3 separate regions of the Mus musculus genome follow, and regions 1 and 3 are each linked to region 2. The links are chromatin contacts, called in public HiChIP or PLAC-seq and promoter capture Hi-C maps. All regions are on one chromosome and are shown on one strand. The core of a region is the stretch at or near the end of the contact, and the rest is flanking DNA. Distances in the headings are between cores, read along the strand shown.

What was found. Promoter capture Hi-C pulls out the DNA fragments that hold promoters and counts their contacts. HiChIP or PLAC-seq counts read pairs in DNA pulled down with a chosen protein or histone mark.
Region 1: a contact with region 2 is called in a promoter capture Hi-C map of embryonic stem cells, with 6 times the contacts expected there. The contact joins the enhancer-like site here to the promoter of Wnt5a in region 2. A contact is called at or near these places in 8 of 39 promoter capture datasets (the 3T3-L1 cell line, cranial neural crest, embryonic stem cells and 5 more), 18 of 484 Hi-C or Micro-C datasets (adipose-derived mesenchymal stem cells, cerebellar granule neurons, cerebellum and 10 more), 8 of 115 datasets of contacts at active chromatin or transcription factors (craniofacial prominence, embryonic forebrain, embryonic hindbrain and 5 more) and 1 of 9 other capture datasets (embryonic stem cells).
Region 3: a contact with region 2 is called in an H3K4me3 HiChIP or PLAC-seq map of embryonic stem cells, with 29 times the contacts expected there. The contact joins the promoter of Cacna2d3 here to the promoter of Wnt5a in region 2. A contact is called at or near these places in 6 of 39 promoter capture datasets (cranial neural crest, embryonic stem cells, hippocampal neurons and 1 more), 23 of 484 Hi-C or Micro-C datasets (embryonic stem cells and stem cell-derived epiblast-like cells), 12 of 115 datasets of contacts at active chromatin or transcription factors (VIP interneurons, astrocytes, embryonic forebrain and 4 more) and 1 of 9 other capture datasets (embryonic stem cells).

The regions. Positions count from the first base shown.
Region 1 is chr14:29,949,718-29,952,417 of GRCm38.p6, forward strand. No RefSeq gene overlaps it. Among named protein-coding and RNA genes, the nearest start is that of Selenok, 17 kb to the right of the region's middle. Within about 2 kb of position 1,279, at least 35 of the 459 cell types and tissues checked have an H3K27ac peak or open chromatin away from gene starts, as enhancers often do. A contact at or near this core is called in embryonic stem cells, where this site is marked.
Region 2 is chr14:28,504,181-28,506,880 of GRCm38.p6, forward strand. It overlaps Wnt5a (wingless-type MMTV integration site family, member 5A), which reads left to right and starts at 1,293. Exons shown (of 5, transcript NM_009524.4): 1 at 1,293-1,934. The coding sequence starts at 1,929.
Region 3 is chr14:29,720,517-29,723,216 of GRCm38.p6, forward strand. Cacna2d3 (calcium channel, voltage-dependent, alpha2/delta subunit 3) reads right to left here and starts at 1,348. Exons shown (of 38, transcript NM_009785.1): 1 at 1,130-1,348; 2 at 356-437. The coding sequence starts at 1,251.

The DNA.
Region 1 (2,700 bases), core at 29-2,528, 1.4 Mb after region 2:
GGGGCTGGCTTACAGGTTCAGAGGTTCAGTCCATTATCATCAAGGTGGGAGCATGGCAGTATCCAGGCAGGCATGGCTCAGGAGGAGCTGAGAGTTCTATGTCTTCATCCAAAGGCTGCTAGTGGAAGACTGATTTCCAGGCAACTAGGGTGAGGATCTTATACCCACACCCACAGCGACACACCCATTCCAACCAGGTCACACCTATTCCAACAAGGCCACACCTTCAGATGGTGCCACTCCCTGGTCCAAGGATATACAAACCATCACATCTACTAACCAAAGAGCATACATGGGGGGGTCCATCACCCCAGGCACTTGTGTAGCAGAAGACTGCCTTGTCTGGCCTCAGTGGGAGAGGATGAGCCTAAACCTGTAGAGACCTAATGTTCCAGGGAAGGGATATACTGGGGGAGAAGGGGAGGGGCTGAGTGGGTGGTGGGTCAATGGATGGGGGAATACCCTCTCAGAGACAAAGGGGAGGGGGTGAAGAACTCTGGGAGGGGGACTGAGAAGAGGGGCAATATTTGGAATGCAAATAAGTAAATATTTTTAAAAAAAATCAAGTGATTCCATAGCAGATTTGTAAAGATGATCAAAATTCAGCAGGCATTCTTTCTGTGTTGGTTTCCTGGGAAGTTGTTGATGAGCACTGTATCCTACAACTTTTGATATTCTACTAAGGATTGATGGTATCCATTTCCTTTCAAATCAGGCCTTTTTCAGTCTCAGTCAGTGTTCAGCATCCAATCAGCCTGCAAGGCCTCCCTGCTGCAGGTGTTCTGCTGAGAACCCCGAAGCACAAATGCCTTGAAACTCTTCATAAGCCTGGCAAAGGCTTGCTTCCTTTCAGCAAGCGCTTTGAAAAGGAAAGCCTAGCTGAGAGCTTTGCTCTCAGGACTCACTCTGGATAACAGGAAGAAAAGAGGCAAGTGTAATGTTTGTTCCTCAGCCCGTGGAATCAGAATTCCACTTAAATAACCTGTAAAAGCTCCTGTGAGTGTGCCAAAGTAAAAATAGTCACAAAATCTTCCTGGTTTAGCCAGGGTTCTATTGCTGTGAAGGGACACCGTGACCATAGCAATTCTTACAAAGAAAGGCATTTAATTGGGGCTGGCTTACAGTTTCAGAGGTTTAGTTCATTATCCTCATGGTGGGAAACACGTACAGGCCAACTTGGTGCTGGAGAAGGAGCTGAGAGCTCTACATCCAGATCCCCAGGCAGCAGGAAGAGAAAAGCACAGGGCCTGCAGTGGCACACTTCCTCCCACAAGGCCAGACCCACCACGACGCACCTCCTAATCTAAGTAGTACCACTCCCTGATGACTAAGCATTCAAACCTCTGAGCTTAGAGGCTCCATTCTTATTTAAACCACCATACTTCCCATTTCTATAACTTAGCTAAAAGAGTCAGCTAGCTTATTTAAAAGCTATAGGAATGATGAGCTGATCTGCTTACGGCTGCTGTAACAGATGTCACACTAACCAGATGGATTATCAGAATTTCATTGTTTCACAGTCCCAAGGCTAGGTAGAGTCAAGGTTGAGGCAGAGTTGGTTCCCCAAGGAAAGAATCCATCCCAGGCTCTCCCCTTGGCCTATACCTGGCTGTTTATCACTGTGTTGCTTTGAACTGTCTTCCTCTACACATGTCTCTGTCCGAATCTCCTCTTTCATCGGGACAGTAATAACAGCGTTAAAACCTCACCCTAATGATTTTACCTTAATGACTTCTAACTTAGTAAAAATGTTGTCTCCGTATATGGTCACATTTCGAGATGGTGCAATAAGCACAGGTCTGAAACCCAGCTTCCTGGTGAAGTATCAAGGCTCTTGTGTCCCAAGGCAAAGGATCACACTGATAGATGAAGCCCCAGGATGGGGAGCTTTCCAGGGTTTCTCTGTAAACTGGCTTTTTTTCATATGTCAATCTTTTATGGTATTATCTATGTCTATATAAACACACAAACATGTACATATAATCTTATTTTTTAAAGAACTTCAATGCTGTGTTCATATGTCTGTCTTGGCATAGGCTTCTCCAGTCTCTCTACACTGGGACTTATAACTACAGCATATGAATTTATGGGGTTGGTGGCACACACCTCTAGTCCCAGAAACTCAGGAACAGAGGCAGGAGGATTGAGACTTAGAGACTTCTTGGACTACATCCTGAAACCCTGTCCCCACAAGTGAATAATTCATTCATTCATTTATGGGATTGGATACAATACAGCCATGACAAATAATTTTAAAACTGTTGCAGCCCCGGCTGGGGATAAAATGTCCTAACTCTGTGCCAGCGCTCGCTTTTGTCCCTCTTGTTATTGCAGTCTCTATTTGAGGAAGAACTGCTGTCTTGCCACGGTTTAGATTTGCATTTTCATTGTCACCAGTGATACTGAGAATAGTCCTGTGCTTATTGGCCACAGCCATCTGTGTAGCTTGTTCGTTTAAATTTGTTTATTAGTACAGGTGTTTTGTTGGCGGGTATGTCAATGCATCACTTGCATGCCATGCCCATGGAGGCCAGAAGAGGAGTTGGATGTGCTAGAACTGGACTCCTAGACAGTTGTGAGCTGCCATGCGGGTGCTTTGGGTTGAACCTAGATCCTCTGGAAAAGCAGCCAGATCTCTTAACCACTGTGATCCCTCTCCAACCCTTCTGTGTACTTCTTTGGAAAACTGCTTATTCAGAT
Region 2 (2,700 bases), core at 43-2,542:
GCCCGGGCTTTAAGCCCAGGGCGCAAGGAGACATCCCAACCCAACCAGGATCCATGTCAGTGAGGTCCTTTCTGTAGAGGTGCCAGTAAATGCAGTTGGGGACAGTTGAGCCAAGGGGTCCGGATCGGAAAGTTGAGGTTCAGACCCCCAAACGGGTCGACGGCTTTGGAAGAAGCTGAGCCGATCAGGAGGCAGGCAGGCAACAGCAGTGAAATGAACCTCGTTATACAGATGCCTGGGGGATGGGGAGCCTTGAGGAGGGGGCCCAAGGGGGAGCGTACCCCGCCTCCAGGCACCCTGTCCCGTAGTACAGCTTTAAAATCCTGAGAAGTTTGTCATAGGACAGCCTCATCACGCATGCGCATAGGCAAAGTTGACTTTTTTTTTCTCTCCCCCCCCCACCCCCCTTTGCCTCTCCAGCCGTGTTTGGTTCTGCAACTTTAAAAATATTTTTTTTTCGCTGAGAACACCAAGGGAAAGAGGAGTCTGGAGAGAGGGAGGGCGAAAGTGAGGGAGCTGGTCAGGAGGGCCGGGGGTGGGGGGCACGCGGTCCCCTCGCTGGGCCAGTCAGTCTGTGGGGCACCGCATCGCTTGGAAAGTTGCTGCAGGCTCCGAGGCACCGCCTCCGCCGTCCGGAGTCCGGATTGTGCGGCCGCTGCATTGCCATCTCCTTCCGCGGCCTCCGCCGGGCCCCACGACCGCCCCTCGGACCCCGGCCGCGACCGAGGAGGTGGGCAGCCTCGGCCGCCATGGACCTCTGGAGTTGAGTCGCCACCGCGGAGCTCTGCGCCCTCCGTCCTCTCGCTCTGTTCTCTCTGGAAAGGCGGGGGGGTGGAAAGAAGAAGGTTAACCCGAAGAAAGGAAGAAAGAAAGAAGGGGACCAGAAGGGGGAAGCCAACGTTCCCCCACAGGCTAGCTGTCCATCAACCGCTCAAGCCACCAAGCGGCAGAAAGTTCAGGGCTGCCTTGAACCCATTTTCTTTGCGCCTGGTTTTTGCCAGACTCTAAAATGAAAGGACAAAATTTGGCGCTGACTCTTGCAGCTCTGATGGCGACTTGTGCGATTTCAGCGGCATCTCCCGGAGAAAAAACCATGCGTGCCTGATTGTTCTGTGGTCCCATAGCCGCCGCCGCTGCTGCTGCTCTGTGTGTGTGTGTGTGTGTCTGTGTGTGTGTGTGAGCGCGTGTCTCTGTGTCTGCGTGTGTGTGCGTTTGTGTGTGTGTATGTGTGTGTGTTTGGGTGTGTGTCTGTGTGTACACAGAGGTTCACTAGCTAACTCAGCTGCAGGAGCAGTCCCTGGAAGCAGACGTTTCGGCCACAGACCCAGAGAGGAGGAGCTGACAATCAGGAGGCGTGAGCCGCCTGGAGTCTGCAGAATTCGTGGTGTGAATGAACTGGGGGCATCTTGGGCACAGGGATTGCCCCCCCTCCTTCCCCGCCTCGGGCCACAGTTGAGTAGTGGGGCATTTTTTTTCACCTTCTTGTGAAGAATTTTTTTTATTATTTGTTGTAAAGTCTTTTGCACAATCACGCCCACATTTGGGGTTGGAAAGCCCTAATTACCGCCGTCGCTGATGGACGTTAGAGAGGGAGCGCCTCGCCGCGGAACAGTCGCCTGCGCGCCCTCGTCGGACCCGCGGCTCCTGCACTGTGTCCCCGCTCGGCCCTGCGCTTGCTGCTCGCCCGCGCGCGCCGGCGCCCTCTCGGTTCCTGGGCACATTTCCACGCTATACCAACTCCTCTGCCCGAGTCCGGGCGCCAGTGCTCGCTTCCGCTCCGGGTCGCTGCGCCCACCCGACGCGCCCAGGAGGACTCCGCAGCCCTGCTTTGGATTGTCCCCCAAGGCTTAACCCCGACGCTTCGCTTGAATTCCTCGGCCGCCTTCGCTCGGGTGGCGACTTCCTCTCCGTGCCCCCTCCCCCTCGCCATGAAGGTAAGTGTTCTGTGCGCACGGACGCTCCCTACTTTTTCCCCCCCTTTTCAAAGTTAACTGAACTCTTTCAATCTATCCCTATCCTCTCCATTTCTCTAACTGCCTGGAGAAAGCTAAACTCCAATATCGCCGGCAGGGACTCCTATCTTTTCGTCCCTTACCCTGGGGACACTGCCTCTGCGTCCTTGGAGACTTTTTGCACCGGCTATTCTTCAAACCTTTTCAACTATGGAGAAGAGCGAGGGCAGGAAAGACAGTTCGGGTCACAGGCGGCGCGCCTTTTTACCTCGAGAACTGGAGTGTAGTTTTACTACGTGTATTTCAGTGACTGGATAATGATTCGATTCATCAAGTATATATCAAACGCTCATTTCACCGGCACGCGGAGATTGTGTGGCTGAAGCTCTGAGGCCGGATGAGGACTGTGTTAGGAGAAACGGCTGCGAGACTAAGGAAACTAGGGGCCACCTACCCTAGAGCAACGCACACCCCACCCCCAACCTCCGATCAGGGCCCAGTTCCCGGCTCTCCAGGTCGAGTAACCCGAGCGTTCCCGGCCCCTGTGCCTTTAAGAGTGCCTGGCGGGGGGCCAGAGCGCACCCCGCGCGGGGAGCAGGGTCGCGTTATTAGCTTTATTAGCGGCCTCTGGGTGAGCTCAGGTCCTTTACTGCAGCATTGGGGGCGGGGAGTAGTGGTCCTAGTGGCTTTAATCCTGCCCCCTGAGCGGAGTCAACCTAGTGCTTTGGAGACTCTAGGGCCTCTGCGT
Region 3 (2,700 bases), core at 98-2,597, 1.2 Mb after region 2:
ATTCTGCCCCTTGGAAGAAGTTAGCATCTTTTGGCCAGGGAAGCATCTGCTCTCGCACTGAGACAGCAATACCAACAACTGCGAGAAGAGCCATGCAAACACACTGTTTCCGAGCCCCAGCCAGGACAGTGCGAGTGAGTATCCTGCTTTTCTTTGTGTTTGGAATCAAGTGTCATCTAAAAATAACCGGTTGGTAGGGAGAAGTCACTGCACAGTACAATGCCAAGAACGGGAGATCAGAGACTACTCTGATAACTGATGCAGCTCTGGGCTCACGTTTGTTTGGAAAAACTAAATCTGCCTCCATTTTCTGTGCTAGAAAAATCATCGCTGTCTGTCACCACAGAAACCTTACCTTTTGCAGAAGCTGGGAGCCCGAGTACTTGGCAGCGATGGATTTTATCTCCCCACCAAAAGCGGAGGCCCACAGCTTCACTCTATGGGGAGAAAAGAGCAGAGGGAAGAAATGTAATACCAGTGTCACCGTCACACACGCGCACACACCGGGCTGTGGCTGAAAGAGCAGGGCGATAGAACATTAAAGGAAAAAGGAAAGAAAGATTAAAAAAAAAAAAAAAAAAAAAAACTCTCTCTTACAAACTACCCGCACCAAGATGTAGAGCGCAGCGCGGGATGGGGTCCGGGGTCACCGGAGTTCAGAAGGTGTAAAGCCTGGCTCTCTAAGAAGACCACGGGCTTTCATAGAAACAATTGCCTGGTTACTTAAACACCTAAAATGAGCATCACCTGGCAAATACTACTCTGAAGAAATCCACCCATCCCCACCCCCACCCCACTTCCCGGAAAAGTAGGATGGCAAGGTAGCAGAAAAGGGGACCATTAAACAGCCCGTGGAAGTTGCAGTCTGTAAACAGGCTCTAAACTTGGCGCTGTCACTTGAGGTGAACCTCTCCAGGTCTTACTCCCCAGCCCCAGGGAAAGGGCGAGAAGGTTCCACCCTAGTCTCCCGCCACTGGGTGCTGATGCTGAGAGGCAGGTGCAAGAGGCGAGGCCCGCACCCGCCGTGGGTCCTGCCCAGCCGCACCTGCAGGCGCCCAAACTTGGGCGCCCCGGGTCTCTCTCGGGCGCTAGCCGCCCCTCCCGGGGAGTCCCAACACCAGGCACTTACACGGAGAGCGGGATCTGCTGCTCGGAGCGCACCACGTCCCCCAGAGCGGCGTAGAGAAGCGCGGTGGCTAGGAGCGCCGAGGCCCCCCGGGACGCGCAGCACAGCGAGCCCGGCCCGGCCATCCTGGCGGCGGCGGCGGCGGCGGCGACTGGAGCGGCCGCGGAGAGCTGCGCCGGGCGGGCGGTGGGCGAGCGCGCTGGGCTGCCTGCTCCGCCGCGCGCCGCCCCTCCTGCCTCTCGCGCGCCCGGCTCACTTGGGGAGCAGGGGGGGGGGGGAAGCAGCGGGGTACGGGGGGAGGGGAGGGGAGGGCGGAGAGGAGGCGGGAGGGAGCACTGGGGAGTAGGCAGGCGCGGGAGGAGGGAGCGAGACGCGCCTCTTGCCGCGGCAGCTGCCCAGCCCCGCCTCGGCGGCCCCGGGGAGTCCGGCGAGCCGCGGCGGGAGGGCGGGAGGCGCCTCGCGGGCGGAGACTCGCAAACTCAAGTGTCCTTGGCCGCCACGGCTCGTGCCTCGCCCGGTCCGGCCCACTGCGGCCGCTGAGTTCTTTACAACTCCGCAGTCCGCCGCCACGGGCGCGACTCTCGGGTGGCCCCGGGCGGTCCCCAGGCCCTGGCGACCGGAGCGGAATGGGGGTGGGCGGCTCGGGAGCGAGGCCGAGGACCCCGATGCTCCACACTTTGCCAGTAGTTGATCTGGTCAGGAGCCCCGGGGACTGGTCAGGGGCGTTGTGGTGGGGGGCTGCGGAGCCTAGAGGTGGTGCGACCCCCTCCCGATTCCCCTCACGGTTCCTTGGGAAGAGGCAGAAGTCTGGAAGAAGCCAGCGGGCGGCGGCAGCGGCAGTGGACCGGCTCGTATAGCGGCAGAACGGGCTGGGGATGGGACAAGGGGGTCGGGTTCTAGGGAGTGCACCGCGGCGTGGCCGCCCATCGCTGCTCCACCGCCGCGGCGACTGGAGGAAAGCGCGGAGGGTGGCGCTGCAGTCGCGGCGCGGGCACCCGGCGGCCGCACAGCTACCGCTGGCGTTCCGGACCACGGGCCGGGGTGCTTTCAAGCCTACTGAAGCTCGGGGTCCGGGGTCCGCACTGCTACACGGTGCACCCAGGGACCAGGATGCCCGGGCGGGAAAGGAAGCAAACGCAGCGGAAAGTCCAACCTGACCGGCAGACACCCTTAATTCTGCGGGGGGAGGAGGGGGGTTCAGATTGCTCCGAGCACGGAGGTTCCGCACACCAGCCCCCGCCCGGGAAGAGGCAGCTGAGCGCGGGCGAGGCTTCTGAATACCCACAGGGAAAGCCCCAGGATGTCTCTTTTGCCGCGGCCCCACCCTTAGAAAAACCTTGTCCCCCATCCTCGTTCAAGCTCTAGGGTGTGACTAGGAACTTTGTGGAGCCCTCGCGCGGGCTGACGGTAAAGACCCGAGTGAGGCTGAGTCATCCTCGCCTGGCGGAGCAAACTCGGGCGACCTGGGGCAGCCGTGCGCTCCTGACCTCGCCTAGTCTCCGAACGCGCCCCCGCCGCCTCGGTTCTCCTTATGTGCATGTATTTCCGCCTCTGGGATTTACAGGGGTTCTCCC